2 separate regions of the Sus scrofa genome follow, and region 2 is linked to region 1. A link is a contact called in public promoter capture Hi-C data. All regions are on one chromosome and are shown on one strand. The core of a region is the stretch at or near the end of the contact, and the rest is flanking DNA. Distances in the headings are between cores, read along the strand shown.

Region 1 (4,405 bases), core at 1,270-3,769:
GCGTGGAGGGACGAGGGGACCGTGGAGGGCGCAGCAGGTGTGCCACGTCCCAGCCGTCCCCATGTCCTTCAGAGCTCAGGCCTCTGCACACACGGCCTTCACAAACGGCAAGAGCATCACCAGGCAGCGCTGCCAGCAGGGCCCTGGTCCCAGGCGCTGGGTTGCAATGCCCACCCTCCCAGAAGCCCCTCCCACAGGAATGGGCCTGGCCCACGACCCGGGCGCCTGCACTGCTTGCTGAACCACTCGCGCATCCGCGCATGTGAGGCCTCACACAGCGTAAGGTGTCACCGCTCTGCCCTGGAGCGTCACAGTGACCCCAGGGAGACTGGGTGTGGCGAGGGACTGTCCTTGGGCCGATGGCCGCCAGGGGGCATGACCACTGCCAGGGACAGGCTGCCAAGGACCAGCTGGACGGCCTTCCACCGAGAAGCATCAGTGCCCCGTCAGAGACGCAGTTCCATCTCCCCGGGGAGGTGGGGGCGAGGTGTCAGGCAAACTGCTCCCTCTGTCCCACCGGGGCCCTAAGCCCCTCCGGAGCCTTGGCTGGCCTGTCGGCGGATAGGGTCAGGCCACAGGCATCCTCTGCCTCCCCTTGTCCACCTATGGGGTGGGACGGTGGCCTCAGGGCCACGGAGACCTCTGTGAGGGCAAGCAGTGTGGCCAGAAGCGCTGTATCCTGGACTCCATCCCGACCACGAGTCCCTGGGAAGACCCCACATCACCTTGACCTGCCTGAGGACCAGGGGTGCGAGGCAACCACATGGTGACCTCCAGGTAAGAAGAGCCACCTCTGGACGGACACCAGGGAACCACGGTGGCTTCCAGGTCTCACCCACCCACACGGGGCACCAGCTGCAGGACTCTGCACAGCTCCAGAGCCTGCCCCGGAGCGAGCCTGCTCAGCAGCTCTGCCCCCAGACCAAAGGCCAACAGTGGCCCTTGAGAAGGGAAGGTGATGAGCAGCCAGTCCTGGGCCCAGGCCAGTGCAGGGGTCTGGAGGAAGGGTGCGAGGAGAGGGGTCACCCGGGGGCCAGTGCGCAAAGGTGTCGGGAGCTGCAGCTTTGTGGGGGGGCTGTGGGAGAAGGGTCTCTGGGAGAAGAAGTGGGGTGTCCAGCAGCCAGGCGCTATGTGGGCACAAGGCAGGCCAGCCGGGCAGAGCTCAGGGGTGGGGCACAAGGGAAGTCACTGCAACCTGGGAGTCTACAGGCTCAGGGGTGCTGAGCAGAGCCGGGACAATGGAGGCGGGGGCGTGGGGGGCTCTGGGGACCACCAGCTGTGCTGTGGGGGGCAGGGAGGCTGGCCTGGCGCGGGAGACTCTGATGCCAGATGTCACAATATGGGGAGGACCCCGGCCCACGTGGGGGCGGCCGCCCAGTGTAGAGAATGCGGGGAGCACACAGGGGAGGGTTTTGAGCCCCTGTGTCCACAGCGCTGAGGACAGAGGGTTGGGGAGGGGGCGTGTCCAGGGCCGACAGGCTCTGTGTCTGCGGTCTGAGAACGGCCGAGGGAACCCTGACCCGTGTTCGGGGGCCCTGACCCCACATTCGGGGTGGGGGTGGAATTCAGGGACCATGACCCTTAAGCCCAGGGACAGGGCTCCAGGAACCCCTAACATCCCAGGGGTGACAGAGGGCCAGGGGACATCTTAGGCTGGCGGGGCCCAGGCAAGACTCCCTTCCAGGGCTGGCAAGGCCCAGGAGATCCCAACCTGTTGCGCCCTGACCGGGCCCAGGACCCCCCGCCCGTGTGTCGGGGGTCGCATGGCCGAGGGGCACCTCCGCATCTCCAAGTCCTACGCTGACCGGCCGCTCTGACCCCATGTCATCAGCAGATCCGGATCCTCTGAGGGTCGCCTCACCCCCACGTTAGGAGCTGGGCCAGCCTGGGCCGCCTCGCCACCCTGCCCCCTGTGCTGGAGGCCCCCAGGTCACCCTGACCCTCTGTCCTGGGCTGTGAGGTCCCCAGGCCACCTTCACCTCTGCGCTGACCCAGCTCCAGGCCACTCTGCCACCCTCAGGTGACCCCAACCCTGAGCCCGGGTGACTCTGACAAGAGCCCCCGACCCCTGCGCTGACCTTGCCCGGGGCCACCCCGCCGCCCCCAGGCCCCAGGAGACCCGGGTGGCACTTACCTCTGGCGCTGCCCGTCCAGGCCCAGGCCCAGGCCCAGGCCCAAGCCGGTGGGCGCGGGCGCGGGGCTGAGCAGACCCTGGGGCGCCGAGGCCCTGCCGGGAGGACCAGACTGCGGCAGGCCGGCGGGGGGCGCGGGCAGCGGGGGAGGCGGCGGCGGCGGCGGCGGCGGCGCAGGCGGTTCGCGGGCCTCGGCGGGCGGCGGCGGGGGCTTCTCGCCGCCGGGGCCCAGGCTCGGGGGCCGCCCGTCCAGCGAGATGTTGTTGAGGAAGAAGAGCGCGGCCTGGCGACGCCGGGAGTCCCCACGCCGCCGCAGCGCCTGCGGAGGGGCCCTGGCGGCGGGGCCGGGGGACGGGCCCGCGGCTCCACCCGCCGCGGCCGCGGCCATCCTCCGACTGAGCCCGCCGGCCGGCCGCGCGCGCCGCGGCCGGCCGCGCACGCGCACGCGCACGCCGCCCATTGGCCGGGGCGCACCCGCATGCAAATACATCGGCATCGCGCCCTCCCATTGGCCAGAGCGGCGCGGGCGGCTGGGGCCGGGGGTGGGCTCCCCCGGGTCTCGGAGGATCGGATGAAGCTCCTGGGAGCCGGGAGCGGAACGTCTGCCCGCCGACCGGTCCCGCGAGGTCTGGCTCGGAGCCTCGCAGCGGCGAGGCGGCACGTTCGCCTCCCCGCCTCGGCAGCCACGGCTTCGGGGTGGCAGTGCCCGGTTCCCCTTGCCGGGTTGTGACGTTAGCGGCCTCCCTCGAGCCTCGTCTTTAGGCTCCAACGGACTTTCCCTCTCCGGGTGTATCTTTGCGGGGGCGGAGGCTGGGTTGCAGGGGCTGGAGCTGTGCCACCCGCCGTCTGGGGTCTAGGTCGCCCCTCGAGGAGCCCCAGGAATGGCCCGCGGTACCACCGGGCCCCCCTCATTGACGGAAGACGAGACCGCGGGTCTGAGGGGAGAAGGCACCTGCCTGGGTGGCAGGCGGGCGGGGCCAGGGCGGGGCCTTCAGCCCCAGGCAGAATCCTGCACCTCCCTCGGCATCTAGGCGACCTTGAGTGTGGGGAGGAGGGCCGGCCTGTTTCCTCCTCTGTACCCAGGACCCCTGACTTCAGAGCCTGTGGCTTCCTGCTTCAGGTGTTGCCTTCTGGAACCTCCAGGAACTCCCTTGTGTCTTGGGGGGTGGGGGGAGGGAAGCAGGGTCCCGCAGCCACCTCTGTGTCACTGGCTTGCTCTGTCCACCTTTCTGCCTGTGGGCTTACTTTTCCTTCAGGTAGGCACAGTGATTCCGACTGCAGGATGCTGTGGGGGTTGACAGGGGCGCCTGGAGATGGGGTACTTGGTGGGGTTTGCCCAGCCTCTCCGTGGATGCTCCTGCATGGAACTGCAGGCAGCACTCAACACTTCTCTCTTCTGAGCAGGTGCTGGGAGTGGGGGTGGAGCTCCTGTTTGCAGGAGGAGGCTGGAATCAACATCCATTAGGGCCCCAGGGCCTGGCTCTGCTGGCCAGCTCTTACTAGCAGGAGCACCTGGCAGGTGGGGGCTGACCCACTGGTAGCTCTTAGTTAACTTGATACCAAATGAGGAAAACATAGGGGACATGGACCGTGTTACTGCCCCTCAGCTCCAAAACCATGCCGTCTGCTCAGGATCTGTCCCCTGCCAGCTGCACTGTGTTGGGGGTGCTGCAGGGACGGGGGTGGGGGAGGAACCGGATCGTCCAGGTTCTGGTGCCCTCTCTCTCCCCAGGCTCCTGGAGATGGGTGCCCACGGGCCAAACCTGGTCTACTAGTCGGATGTGAATGGAGCACACAGGTTTTGTTTTATTGCAGAGAAATCAAAGCAGCCTTTCACAGCTCTTAACAGTGGGACACGGCGTATACATGCGCCTGTGCTCACAGGGGCAGGGCGCCTGGATGTCTCTCTTGGGAATTTAGTCCTTCTGGCCTCTCAGACAGGCAGACAGGCCACAGTGAGCAAGGTGGCAGCCGTGCCCCCATTACTCAGGCCGGTGCCCCCAGTTTGCCCCAGGCTTCACCCAGCCTAGGCATTGACCTGTGTCCTGCCTTGGCCTTGGAAGGGCCAGTTCTCAAACCTCACGTGCAGGGGCACTGCCTGGGGAGCTTCTTAAAACTCAGATTCCCAGGCGCCTGCGGTTCCTGGTTCAGTGAGTCTGGGGTTGGACCCAGGAACCTATTTAAGCGACTCCCCCCTCCATGGAGGCGCTCTGAGACCCCCTCCTACAGTGACAATGGCAGAATATTTCCCAGTGCTGAGAGTGGAAGCCTGG
Region 2 (4,025 bases), core at 171-2,670, 280 kb after region 1:
GATTAAAGGGAAAGGCCTCCATCTGTTACACCTCGTGTGTGTAAGTGGCTTGGGGCTTCCTCCCCACAGGCAGCAACCCTGAGGTGAGCCCAGCTGGCAGGTCAGAGGGAGGGGAGGAGACACACCTGGCAAGAATCCCAACTTAGGGAGTTCCCTTTGTGGCTCAGCGGTTAATGAACCCAACTAGGATCCATGAGGATGCGGGTTTGATCCCTGGCCTCACTCAGTGGGTTAAGGATCCGGCGTTGCCATGAGCTGTGGTATCTAGGTTGCAGATGCAGCTCACACCCGCTGTGGTGTAGGCTGGCAGCTACAGCTCTGATTCGACCCCTAGCCTGGGAACTTCCATACGCCGCAGGTGCAGCCCTAAAAAAAAGCAAATAATAATAATAATGGAATCACAACGTCCAGCCATAACATGGCTCACAGGACGGCCGGCTCTGCTGACCGCGTCTTCCCACCTTGTGGGCACCAGCATGGGAAGCCGGGACTCAGGCTCTGAGTCCACCGGGAGGTGACTGGCTGGCCAGAGCCCACACGGCCAAGGGGCAGCGCTCACCGCTGTGGCTCCAAATGTCTGCTAAGACGCCCGAGCCTGTGCTGGGGCACCCAGAAACCAAGCCCCATCAGTAACCCCACTGCACGGAGGAGGAAGCTTAGGCCTGAAGAGGTCCAGCACCTTGCAGCGCTCACAGAACTAGCAGGTCGCGGAGCCGGAAGAGGACCCGGAAGCCCGACGCGGGAGTCTACACCCGGGAGGTGAAGAGCGCTCGCGCGTTGGGCAAGAGCCCTGGCACCGCGGTGGGCGTGGCCTAGCGGAGAGGGGCGGGGGGAGCCGCGAGGGCGGGGCCGGGCCGGGCCGGGGCGGAGCCGGCGGCCTCCATTGGGTGCTTCTTTGAGTTCGTCACAGGACTGCCAGGCCAGACTCCGCCCAGGCCCCGCCCCTCCGTGGGGGTTAACCCCGCCCCCTCCGGCCTGGGCCCTCCTGCCCTTTAGGCTGAGGCCCGCGGTCAAGGCGCGGGGCCCAGACGCCTCTGCCCCGGCGCGCGGGGGCCGCTCTGTTCCACACTCAGGCCAGAGGTCAGCCAGGGGCTTTTGAAGCCCTTGGAGCCACACTCGCGGGCATTGTCAGTTGCCTGTTCTTTTTCTTCCTAGCAGCTTTACTGAGGTGTAACTTGCAATTCCTCCATTTAAAGCGCACAGTTCTGCGGGGTTTACCCAGAGCTGTGCAGCCATCGCCACAACTTAATTTAGGGCGTTTACATCCTCAGTCCCTCTCATCCTCCTCAGGCTCCGACGGCGCTGCGCTGAGAGACCTGGCCGCCAGGGGGCGCCGCGACCCCGCCCTCAGCTGCGCCTGCGCCGACTCCGCGCGCGAACCCCAGAGCGAGCCCGCCGAGCGCGCGCCCGCCCCGCGAGTGCGCCTGCGCGGAGCCCGTGGCCGCGCCCGCTCCCGCCGGGGGCTCGTCGCTGGGCGGCCGGGCCATGGGGGAGGCCGAGGTGGGCGGCGGTGGCGCGGCGGGCGACAAGGGGCCCGGGGAGGCAGCCACCAGCCCGGCCGAGGAGACGGTCGTGTGGAGCCCCGAGGTGGAGGTGTGCCTCTTCCACGCCATGCTGGGCCACAAGCCCGTCGGTGAGCGGAGCGCCGCGCCGAGGCCGCGCACCCGCGTGGGGGCGGGGCGGCCGGCAACGGCCGGGGGCGCGCGCGGGGCGGGCGGGGCGGGGCCTCCTGCGCCTGCACCCCTGCACACCCTGCCCCCACCTGCTCGCCCCTCCCCGGCCTGCTCCTTGCAGTCCCCTCCCCCGCTCGACTTTGCCCCCTCCCGCCCCCACCCCCCCACGCCGGCCGACCCCTGCCTTCACCTGCACCCCTGCCCCCTTTGCTCCTCCCCCACTGACCCCTACCTCTTCCTCTCCCCCCTTGTACCTGCCACCAACCCCATTCTACCCCCGCGCCCTCCAAGCACTGCCCCCGTCTCCCCCTGCGCCTTCTCCCCTCTCTTCCCCTTGACCCCCACGTCTGTTCTCCAAACTACCTGTCTGCCCCCACGGGCTGACCCTTTCCCCCTGCAGGTGTGAACCGGCACTTCCACATGATCTGTATCCGGGACAAGTTCAGCCAGAACATCGGCCGGCAAGTGCCCTCCAAGGTCATCTGGGACCACCTGAGCACCATGTACGACATGCAGGCACTGGTGAGCTGGCCCCCACCCTCCCCCAGACAGGTGGTGGCCGAGAGCCCCCTCCGTGCGCCTCCCTGCGTCTACACCAGGCCCTGTCCTCAGGGAACTTGACGTCTGGGCTGCCCCGCAGGGGACCAGTTGTTCAACAAGGTAGCTCCGAGCAGTTTTACAGAAAACACAAACCTAGTGACGGTAGCTGGTTATCACATGGCACCTACTTGCAATTGAGGGGTCAGTTAGGACCTGGCCAGGAGACGACTGAGGAGCTGAGGCCTGTGGGAGGGGCTCTGAGGCCATTGTCAGTCTTACAGAAAGTCCCAGAGTGCTGTAGGCAGGGAGGTGGCAGGGTCTGAGTCAGGTTAAGGTGACACTGGTGACTGCTGGTAGAACCAGGCAGGCAGGGACCCGGGCCTCACGGAACCCCCCCTGAGCCATGTCGTTAGCGGGGCAGATGAACTAGGGGAACAGGGTGGCCAAAGAGACCAGTGGCGTTCCCAGCAGAGGAGCGGCAGGTGTCAAGGCTCTGTGGCAGCAGGCGTTGGTGCATCAGAGGACGCAGAGGAGGCCAGGGTGTCTGGAGAGTGGGTGGGAGCCGGGTGGCAGGTGCCCGGTGAGGTGGGAGCCTGTGCTGGGTTAGGGAAGGCTCCATCTCCCCTCACGCCCCCAGGCGAGAATTGGTGCGTGTGGGCAAAGGGGGCAGCAGACCCCCAGCCGTCTGGGTCCAGAAACCTCACTGCCATTCCCTCCCTTTGGCCTTGGGCGTGGCACTCACATCTCGTCCTGGTGTAGGGAGGAGAGAAAGGTGACCACTGTGTCCTGGGACCAGCGCCTGGCCTGCAGTAGGCATTCTAGAAACTCGAGAACTGGCCGCTAAACTACACCAGGCCCACCCAAAGGGCCATGCCTGCTGGTCAGGGCCTTGCCCTCCGTGAGTTCCCGGGTTCCACAGCTTGACTGGGCTCGCATACCTGTCACACTGTGAGGTCACCTGGCCCCCAGGCACGTCCTGAGCCCTGACTGCTGGCTGGACCCAGAGATCAGAGTGGCAGGGTCCCCGACCTGGGGGAGGCAGATGGTTCTTAGGCACGCTGCTGGCCCAGAGGATCCCATGGCTGTGACCCCAGCACAGGGCCCACGTGACACTCAGGGAACTGCAGCGGGGGCACCCAGGGCTTTCAGCCCGGGACAGTGGCCCTTCTCTCTTTTCCTCGCACCCTAGCATGGCTGTGGGGCTGACGTCACGGTCACCTGGGGCCTTGAACCCCACCCGCAAGGTGCCGTGGGCGCAGGAACCCTCGGGTTTTGAAGCTCCTCGATGCCGATCAGCACGTTTACACGCTGACCGCCTGGTGATGAGCACGGCTCCCGAGTGTCTCCTGATCGCCCCCAACCCTGAGTCCCTCCTGCCAGCTAAGCTCTCCCTTCGTCCCATGGGCTGCGTCTCCACCGTCTCTGTCCGGTCCGGCAGGTGCGAGCTGCCAGCCAGGTGGAACACGCTGAGCATCGGCGGTGCCTGCTCCCCTGCACTCACCTGCTTCCCACCCCGGTGGCCCGCCCACATGGGTGAGACGGGAGCCCCATGGCCTTTCTGCAGGGTTGTCACGGCCCTCGGATCGCGTGCTCCCGGAGCCTGCACAGCCGGGCCAGGCCTGCGGGACAGCTGCAGCCTGATTCTGGCCCTGCAGGTGTGCCAGCAGACTGGGCACCCTGGCCCCATCTCAGGTGACAGTCAACCCAGAGTCTTCCCTCTCGTGACTGATGCTGGTGGCTCATGCTGTGGTTTTGCCTTGTCTGGCTCCGTGTGACAAGCCCAGCCCCTCGTAAACCGTAGAAGAGAAAGAA

Evidence for each region. Promoter capture Hi-C pulls out the DNA fragments that hold promoters and counts their contacts.
Region 2: a promoter capture Hi-C map of fetal skeletal muscle shows a contact between it and region 1, with 5 times the contacts expected there. The contact joins the promoter of MRGBP here to the promoter of CABLES2 in region 1. A contact is called at or near these places in 3 of 5 promoter capture datasets (fetal liver, fetal skeletal muscle and liver), 6 of 47 Hi-C or Micro-C datasets (alveolar macrophages, embryonic fibroblasts, liver and 3 more) and 2 of 2 datasets of contacts at active chromatin or transcription factors (alveolar macrophages and skeletal muscle).

Annotation. Positions count from the first base shown.
Region 1 is chr17:61,775,875-61,780,279 of Sscrofa11.1, forward strand. CABLES2 (CDK5 and ABL1 enzyme substrate 2) reads right to left here and starts at 2,520. Exons shown (of 10, transcript XM_001924509.4): 1 at 2,135-2,520. The coding sequence starts at 2,520. RBBP8NL (RBBP8 N-terminal-like protein) reads right to left here. Exons shown (of 14, transcript XM_013998026.2): 14 at 2,705-4,405.
Region 2 is chr17:62,056,981-62,061,005 of Sscrofa11.1, forward strand. It overlaps MRGBP (MRG/MORF4L-binding protein), which reads left to right and starts at 1,421. Exons shown (of 5, transcript XM_021078245.1): 1 at 1,421-1,633; 2 at 2,074-2,195. The coding sequence starts at 1,486.